Regions from separate parts of the Callithrix jacchus genome. Here region 1 is linked to region 2. A link is a contact called in public Hi-C data. All regions are on one chromosome and are shown on one strand. Each heading gives the region's core, a stretch centred on a gene start, on an enhancer-like site or on the middle of the called end of the contact. The rest is flanking DNA. Distances are from core to core; before and after follow the strand shown.

The links. A called contact is a pair of places that touch in the nucleus more often than the background predicts.
Region 1: a contact with region 2 is called in a Hi-C map of induced pluripotent stem cells, with 2.5 times the contacts expected there. The contact joins the promoter of CRISP1 here to the promoter of RHAG in region 2. A contact is called at or near these places in 3 of 3 Hi-C or Micro-C datasets (induced pluripotent stem cells and skeletal muscle).

Annotation. Positions count from the first base shown.
Region 1 is chr4:58,150,032-58,154,963 of calJac240_pri, forward strand. CRISP1 (cysteine rich secretory protein 1) reads right to left here and starts at 2,025. Exons shown (of 7, transcript XM_002746635.5): 1 at 1,955-2,025. The coding sequence starts at 2,020.
Region 2 is chr4:57,881,817-57,886,891 of calJac240_pri, forward strand. It overlaps RHAG (Rh associated glycoprotein), which reads right to left and starts at 2,962. Exons shown (of 10, transcript XM_002746609.7): 1 at 2,782-2,962. The coding sequence starts at 2,935.

The DNA of each region.
Region 1 (4,932 bases), core at 775-3,274, 270 kb after region 2:
TTACCATTCATAAAAAGGGGAACTAAATCTTTAACAAGGCCTTTGAATACTCTGTTTATTTTTCAGCCTCTATTTAGGATATAAATACATATACACCCTTATCTCTGCTGTAGACACACTGATTTTTTTTGGTTGTTGTTACCTGAATGTGCCTATTTCCCTCCTGCCTTAGAATATTTGCCCATGCCTGTACGTTTGATAGCACACCTTGTGAGCTTGCAAGACCGACTTATTCTTCAGATCCCAGGTCTACTGTGTGCTCAGAGAAATCTCTAATTAACTCAGACAAGATTCAGTCTGCCTGTTACCTGATCATAATTCTCTATAGTTTTCCTTAAAAAACTTTTTGGGTAATATCTACCAGATTGTCATGGAAAACTACCTATATCAATAGTAAAAGCAATTTATGTTAAATTAGATGATTAATATCCCAGAAAACTCTGACACTATTGGAAGTTTAAAATACCATTCAGGTCTGGTGGTTAGTTTATTTGCTTTCTACTGGAGTCTGAAAAGAGAAAGCAGAAGACTATGTTTTTGTGGGCAGATTCAACACATTATTTACTTTAACTGGGACTCATTTAAAGTTTGTGTAATAAATTTGTGTTGGGTACTTAATTTATCATCTGCTTTAAATTTAAAATTCTTAGGCCTTTATTTTATGACCAAGCTGTCTATAAAATGAATGAAAATATTCTAATAATTCTCTGTTATAGGACATAAACATGTTGTTTTGTCAATGCTTTCCACTTTTTCTTTTATATTCTTGGTCAAAAGTGAATTGGGTATGGTTTCTCTTGGATGAGAGGAGTTCTACCTATCTCCTCTTTGCTCTGGACTTTTAACTAGTGATACTAATTTCTTCTTTCACATGGCAATCTGGGCTAGGCTGTTTCCCAGAACTGGGCCTAAGTGGTCTAGACAGCCTAGTACTAGGTCTTGATGGTAAATATAGGTTTCTGACTGTTTGCCTTTGTCCCCTCCTCTGGAGTGGTTGCTATGCTTCAGGTTAGCTTTTTCCTTATGAAGCATAAAAATCACCCTTTCACGGTGGGGAAGTAAAATGATCAGATAATCAGAGGAAAGGAAGAAGTCTTACTGAGGACTCTAATTCCAGCTTACTGGAGGATTACTGGACATTAAACATGAGCTCCACCTAGTCTCTCTTTGGGGAAGAGGAGTGAGTAATAGGATCCAAACACCAAACCAACACCCGAATAGCCTAATGCCTAAGGATTTTTTTTTAACCATAAAACTAAGTGCCTTTTATTTCTTACTTCTCTTACCTGGGCTATGAAAATATAAAAGCCACTCATTTTCTATACCAAAGTTATTTATTTCAATTTGTCATAAAGTTTTGAGTAAATTAAAATATATATTATTTTCTTTATATCATTCAAGTTATTTAAAGGTGGATATTATTCTCTGATCATAAAATATTATATCACTAAGAGTTTTACTTCTGTTTTGTGACAGTTAAAATTGTTGTTTTTAAGAATGAGTGAGATTCAGGTCATATATCTTGATACCATCACTTACGGCTCCTCACGTCACTCTGTGCTGTTGGCACCTTTCCATTTTATATTTAATTTTGACATTTTAAATTCTTATTATAGTAAAAACTTATATAGTTTATCTGTGCTTTTTTGCTTGTATTATCCAGAGGGGCTGCAGTGAAATAGATATGGACCTAACTGATTAAGTATAATTTCAGGCCCTGCGATGTTCTACTTCTCAGGTATTAGCCATATGACTCACCCTTCCCTTTCTTTGGTTCTTTTCTTAATAATATGGTATTAAGATGAGCACTTGCCTAAGAGGGCTATTGTGGAAACAGAGTGAGTAATGGGTGTAGTGGCCTTACAACAGTGCATCTAACATAGTGAATTAGATTTAAGTGTTAACTCTTAGCTTTATTTAGAAAGTAATTATGAAACATACAACCCTCACATACTTTCATGGCCAACATAGGCAGTAAGCAAGCAGCAGCAACCAAAAACACGAGGTGTTTAATTGCCATCCCTGAAAAGAAAAAATAACACAATTTTAGATTATTCTTAACTCATAGGATAACATCTTGTATAAACCTTATTTGAACCACTTTTATATGTGTTTGCACTTTTTTTTTCCAAAAGAAACCTTCAGGATCTGAACAAGGTTTAATGTGGGACCCATATAGGAAGACAGGACTGTTGTTAGAAGTATAATAGACTCTCAAAAATATAAATTGTTTTAATCCCTGGACCTTTGAATATGTTATATTGTGTGACATAAGGTAATTAAGGTAGCATATGGAATTCAAACTGCTAATCAGCTAACATTAAAGTAGGGAGACTGTCCTGAAATATCTGGGTGGACCCAATATAATCATAAGGGTATTTAATGTCGAAGAGGAAGTCAGAAGAGTCAACGTCAGTGATGAGCACGAGACAGACTTGACCAGTCATACTGAATTTGAAGACAAGGAAGATACTCTGAGCTAAGGAATATAGATGGCTTCTGGACATAGAAAAAGGTAAAGAAACAGATTCTGCCCTTAGAGTTTCCCTGTTGACAACCTGATTTTAGCCCAGTGAAACTTATTTGAATTTCTGATCTCTGGAACAATAGGATAATAAACCTCTATTTATTTTAGAACATTGAATTTCTGGTAACTTGTTATAATAGCGAGAAGAAACTAATATAAGAACACAGAAAGATTTGATTTAAACTCTCCATCAGCTACAAAGTAGAGGAATAATTTGTTACAACTAATTTATGTAAGTGACTTAGAGATATTCTATAATATCTGATCACCTTGCTAAGCATGGCTGTCATTATGAGTCAGAAAAATCAGAGCAAATGTACCTTCTTTATTTTTAGTTAACATAGCTAGCTAACTCTAAGATATTAATAAATATAGACGATTAAATTCGGTTGGCACCTTCTTTTCACCATCTGCTAAGTTTATTTCTGAATTAATTCTGCTGTGTGAGATGCAAAACAGGCTAAGTTTGGTTTTTATTTTATAAAACCAAACACTTTTAAAGAGCAAGGTAACAAATTTGTGCAGAATAATACAGTGCAATTACTCATGCTTTTTCACCCAATGATGTAGTTCACCATTGCTCTCACACATCCCCTGCTTACTGCCAGACATGCTTAATATGAGAGAGAACTCTCTAAATCAATTCTTTCAGAAACAAGCACATGTAAGCAATCTCACCTTTATCACTCTTTTTCATCTATTTCCTTTCCTTTCTTTCTCCCTCCAAATATTAACATAACCTTTCATGTCAGGATTTATTATAATATGGTGACATAGGTGATGAAATGTCCCTTTCTCTTACTAATCCTCAAAAAATCTAGTAAAGCAGATAATTTTAACCCTGAAGTAATTGAAAAAAAAGTAAACTAAATGGTAGATTCTGAGGGGAGGGCCTTTAAAATAGCAGACTAAGCATCTGGCACTTGCCTTCTCTATAAAGAAGTACCAAAATAAGAAATAGATAATTAAAATTCAAATAGACCATCTCGTATTCAACAGAGAAGAAACACCTAAACCAAGGAAAGAGAGAAAAACATGGCAGTGTGCTCAGTTGGGATAGGCTGGGAGCCTGGAAAGGCTCCTTAATGCATGCAAAGGGTAAGTGAGTGACCCCCACTAGGGCACATTTTCACCATGGACTTCTGCATCCTAGCCATTGGGATGCCCCTAGGCCCTCACAGACCCCTGAGACTAACAGAGAGTTGCCTGGAGACTGCACAAAGGCATAGTTCCAGAGGATTGTTCATGGTAGGTCCCATGGGTTTTACACACTCTTGAGTCCTAGGCAGCTATGGAAAGGTGTTTTATTGACAGTCTATTTCCAACCCAGCTGCATCCTGCACAGGGGCCAACAGTCCTTACATATCCACATCCGGAACTGCATTGACATTTCTCACCTGTAGCATCTGCTACAGCTAGCTGTTGCTCCCAGAGATTATACATTTAACAAGTGCTTAAAGAAAAAAAAAAAAAAAAGAAACAACTTCCACCCATGGATACTGTAACCAAGAAAGTTGTCCTTCATAAATGAAAGATGAAAAAAAAGTATTGTCCAGATAAGCAAAAGCTGAGGGAATTTACTACCATTAATTAGACTGGCTCTACCAGGAATGCTTAAGAGTCCTACACATGGAAGTGAAAAGATATCTACCATCATGAAAACACACAAAAGTATTAAACCCACTGGTAGAGCAAATACAAATAAGGAAGAGAAAGAACTCAAATGTTATCACTACATAAGACCACCTAACCACAATGAAAAACAATAAGAGAAAAAGGAAACCAAAAATATACAAAACAAATAGAAATCAACTAATAAAAGGAGATATCAATAAAAACATTGAATGCACATGGATTAAATTTTCCACTTAAAAATATATATTTGTTGAATGAATTAAATTATGACCCAGCTGTATTCTGTCTATAAAAAAGCTCTCTCTCCTGTAAAGATAGATATAGATTGAAGGTAAAGGGATATCAAAAGATATTCTGTACAAATGAAGACCAAAACCAAGCAGGAATATCTTTAGCTATATATGATAAATCAGACTTTAAGTCTGATTTTTAAAGTCAAAAACAGCAAAAGCAGACAAAAAAGGTCATTATGTAATGATAAAGGGATCAATTCAGCAAGAGAATGTAACAAATCTAAACATGTGCACCCAACAATGGAGCACCCAGATAGATAAAGCAAATATTATTAGCTCTAAAGGGAGATATAAACTCCAATATGACAATAGTGGGGACTTCAACACCCCACTGTCAACATTAGACAGATAATCTAGGCAGAAATTAACAAAGAAACATTGGATTTAAATTGTACATTCAATGAAATGAACCTAACAGACATTTGCAGAACATTGTATTCAATAGCTACAAAGTGCACATTCCTCCTATCAGCACAT
Region 2 (5,075 bases), core at 1,712-4,211:
TTCTAGAAATGGCATTTTTTTAAACCATCTAAATATATGGAATACATTTACACATTGAGATGTGTCTGGTCACACATCTCCTTGTCTGCATTCCTCCCTGGAATGTAAACTTTGTGAGGATATGGACTTTGCCCATTTTGTCTTTTTTTTCATTTACTTTCCTTTTTAAAATTGATATATAATATTTACATACATTTATGGTATACATGTAGATGGTATTTTGATAAATGCATGTGATGTGTAATAATCAAATCATGTTATTCAGGATATCCATCACCTTGAACATTTATCATTTCTTTGTATAGGAAACATTTCAAATTTTCTCTTCTAGTTATCTGGAAATATATAACACATTGTTGTTAACTACCATCACCTTATCATACTAACGAACACTAAAACGTATTCCTTTTATCTAACTGTATATTTATATTCATTAACCAAACTTTCCTCATCACATTCCCTGTTCCAACACCCTTCCTAGCCTCTAGTAATCATCATTCGACTCTCTACCTCCATGCAAAGAAAAGGGAATTCTTACACACTGTTGGTAGGAATGTAAATTATAATGTAAACAATATGGAAGTTTCTCAAAAAACTAAAAATAGAACTATCACATGAACCAGCAATCTCACTACTAGGTAAATTTACAAAGAAAAGGAAATCAATATGTTGAAGAGAAAGAGATACCTGCACTCTTACATTTATGCAGCACAATTCACGATAGCCAAGATATGGAATCAACCTAAGTATCCATCAGTGGATGAATAGATAAAGAAAATGTGGCACATATACACAATAGAATCCCATTTTGTTTGTTTGATTCACTTTTTAGTGCCTAAAAGCTTGAGAGATTTGGAGATTACTTGCAAGAATTGGGAGCTTAATAAATATTTTCTTCATGAATCATAAAATCAATTTTTATGTTTCTTACAAGTGGTGTAGAAGAGTGATGTGACTATTAAACTATATTTTTAAACAGCTTTATCAAGATATAATTGACATAAAATTACATATATTTCAGACATACAAATTGACATTTAGATATACATATACTTTGTGGAATGATCACTACAATCAGGCTAGTTAACACATCTATTACTTTTACATTGTTACCATTGTGTGTGTATATATGTGTGTGTTTGTGTGTGTGCGCATGTGTGTGGGGGAACAAGATATCCCCTCAGCAAATTACAATATCCATACAGTATTGTTAACTGTCATCATTATGCTGTACTGTAGATATCCAAAAATTATTTATCTATTGTTAGGTTACTGAAAAATGACCATGTTTAGCGACTTTTCTTCAACTTGGTTTTGATTTCAAATTGTGAATTGAAGTTTTACCTAGGACCTTTGATGCTGAAACTTAGAAAGTTCAGCTTGAATCATGCAATTATTAAGCTCTTAAAGTCTTAAGATGACTTTGTGTAAATCATGCTAATCTTAGATCATATTTTTGGCATTTTTAATATCATATTTCATCTTTTATTTACAGATGTGCCAGATAGTGGAGTCTTAGAATAAAAGAATCATATTTGTTTTATTTTTGAATAAGTTTGCTGTAGCACAGGCTTAGTACTTAATATTTACCAAATGAGTAAATGAATGAATGAATGTAGTATACAAAAGCATACATAGTTGAACATAATTTTTTTGTTTTATTCTCTAACTTGGAAATTATAATACTTATTTAATCAAGAACCCTCTTAAACATCTATGCAGTGTAAATACAACTAGACTTGGAGTCTAGTTTTTTCCGTCTTACTATCCTAAGTCTGTCCTTAATTTTCAATTTTGTATTTTTACTAAGTCACTTAGCAAACTTAGGCCATAATTTCTTCGTGGGAGTACCCCCATGATACTAATTACCTCAAAAAATGTAGAAATAAAAGGGAGTATCAAACTGTTTTTTAAAAGCTTAGACATATGCTGTGAACTGTAATAAACATTATATTATTTTAAATAATTTTTATATTTTTAAAATTATTTGAGCCTTACTTAAGAAAAGTAAGTAGTCTATATAATGGTGACATACTACTGTCTCCCTTCCTGCTTAATGAGGTAATGTATGCATCTGGTTCATAATAAAGACTCAATAAATGGTAGTTGTCATTGTTGTATTAACTATTTTACAGCCTGCCCATCCAAACTTGAAATTACATTTCTTTCTTCACTCAGTCGTCATTTCAAAAGAAGAATTTTCTTTTTAAATATGGTAGGTATTCACACATTTCTTTTCATCTCAAAGGAAATAAACAACTTCCTTTCAGAATATTATAAAACCCTGAGTACATCTTTTTAATGAAAACTCCATTAACTTCCTACAACATACTAAATACCCCTTCTCATTCTTTGGAATCAAATTCCACATAAAATCTAGGGTCCTCTTCTTATAACTCCATTTTCTTAGAACTCTCTTTCATCCAAAGTTATCTTTGGCCCTTTCAGTGGGGAATGCAAAGGAGGTGTGATACTTTTCTTTGCAGAGCTAGTGACTAACTGAAGGGAAAAAGAAGGTCATTTAGCAGTAGATAATCAATACAAAAAGCATCAATTATTTTAATGTTCAGCTTCTTGTTCTGATATTTTAATAGAAAAAAGTTTTAACCAAACACCTTAATCACAGAGTAGAAGGCCAAATGCCATAGTGGAAATATGTTGCACTCATAACTATCATGTAATTCTACAAGGAGCTCAAAGGTTTACAGTATTCAATGGTTTTATATTCTGAGAACCTGAAGAACCCAAAAATGTATAGGAAGTAGTAAATTGCCTACTCACGAGGATATAACTCAAGGAATGTGGCCAAGTCTGTTGGCTTGGTGATGTTGCGCTGCTGAGTATGCTGGTCCGTTTCATATTGAACAAATAATCCAAATAAAACAATCATGAAAATTTCCAGGCCTATGGCTATGAGAGGGAATTTGAACCTCATGTTTGTGGCAAAGGACAGAGGCACACTGAGAGCTTCACAGGCTGTGAGATGTTGATAAGAACAAAGGACTGCTCTGTGTGCAGAATTTTACTGCATGTTCAAGGAACCCCGATGACATCACAAGAAAAAAAATGGGCAAGACTGGTTAAAATGCTCCACCCACTGGGGAAAATTATGCTCTGTAATCTAATAGTTATTCTAAATGTTGATTTGAAGAATATGCAATGAAGTTGTGAGAAGCTGGGTGATGCCAATGATCTATCGGATAGGTCTCTAGAATCATGTTTAACTCAGTTTAGTAGACATTTCTTGAGGGCTTATTGTATGCCAAACATTGTGGTAGGCTTCGTAGAAGCCATGAATTTAAAGAAAAAGATAGAATTGGTCTATTAACTTCTTGAGGAAATTAAGGATCTAGTTGGAAAAACATAAATATAAGCAAATGATTATAAAAAAACGTATAAGTGATATAATAGTGGTTATGAAAGTATTAGGAAACGTAAATAAGGCAGTGATACTTTTTGCCTTAGGCCAAGAACATTAGCATATAAAATAATATCGATGTAAGAACTAAAAAATTAACAGGGTTTTGCAAGTGAAACAGATGGAGGAAATGGTATAAAGCTTGGGAGAACATGGCATGTTTTGGAAATGGCCATTAGTCAAGCAAAGCTGGAACCTAAAAGAGATGAGGAGGAAAGGAGGAAGTGGCAGAGATAATGTTGTAATGGAGGTGGCCGTGTTGTAAAGTCCCTCACATTCAATATTGAAGATGCTAGATGTTAAATCTTATCCCATGAGCAATGAGGAATATATAGGACTGCAAGGGGAAGTTTTGTTTATTTATGAAGTTTTTCTTGACTCCTTACTCTGATTTGCACAACTGTAAATAAGGAAGTACCCAAATGGGTTGTGATATATGTTTTAGTCTTAAACAGAAAGAGACTGAACTTAAACAGGAACGTAACTAATCTATCATCCTGATAGATAGTTAAGTGTAAATAAGATGCAAAGCAATTTAAAACTATCATATGGGTGGAGGAATTCTTGTCTCCACTATGGAATTGTTCTCATGGCAGAATAAACCTGTTTTTGAGAACCAAGAGTTACCAGTTAAATAAAATTTCTTTCATGAAGCCCAATTTCCAAAATATTCTATGCAGAATTTGGAGAGAGCGTGCAAATGACTGCCAGGCCAAAGTCTACATTATAACAAATATTTGTAAAACAAAGCACCAGGATTTTTTGGTCTTTCTGGTATGATTTTCCACAGTAGAATGTGATATGTTAGGAATAAACAATCTCTGAAATTCTATAAATATACAAACACTTTGAAAAAAAGCGACTATTTCCATTATTCCTTATAGCATAGCACAAGAGGAGTGGGTTCACATGCTTAGCTATAAAAATACATTTGTACATCACACACTTTAATTTTTGGTTTTGCAGTACCCTAAAGAGTGTTCCAACGAATCCTCGATGCAAAATATTTGCATTAATAAACTATATATAAATTTGTGAAAACTAAGTATCAAATTATAAATTGCAAGAATATCTAAACAATATCACAAATCAATATGGTTTTAAATTCTTTAATAAAAAGTGACACCATATATTAAATAACCCAAGACCTGTGGCCTCTCTTCTTCTCTGGGACATTTTCAGCAGCTCAGCAACTTCTCAACGCATGGAGAGTAGAGGATTCTATTCATACAGGTGATGGTACTACGCTAGGACTTTGAGGAGTTCAGATTTGTTGTCTTCTTATGAATTTAGGCCCTCGCATTGAAATACGCTGCATCATGTGCCATCTGGGAAAATAGTTCTCTTGTTCAGTTCTTCACATAAGCTGCTCTTTCTAATTGGAACTTGTCCCACATACTCTCTGCCCCCAACCCTCTATACATCATCCATCATTCTTCAGTTTTCAGATAAAATGTTACTTTCTCAGAAAAGCCTTCCTTGATCTCCCATCTTAAACCAGGTTTTCACTGTTATCTCTCATTGAATTGTGGTCTTTTTTTTGCATTTAGTATAGTTGGCTGTCTGCGGTGTGTGCTATATTTATGTAGTGTTTTTATTTACATGTTATTTTTAAGAATGGTTGTTTCCCTTACTGACCTGCTAGCTCCACAAGAAC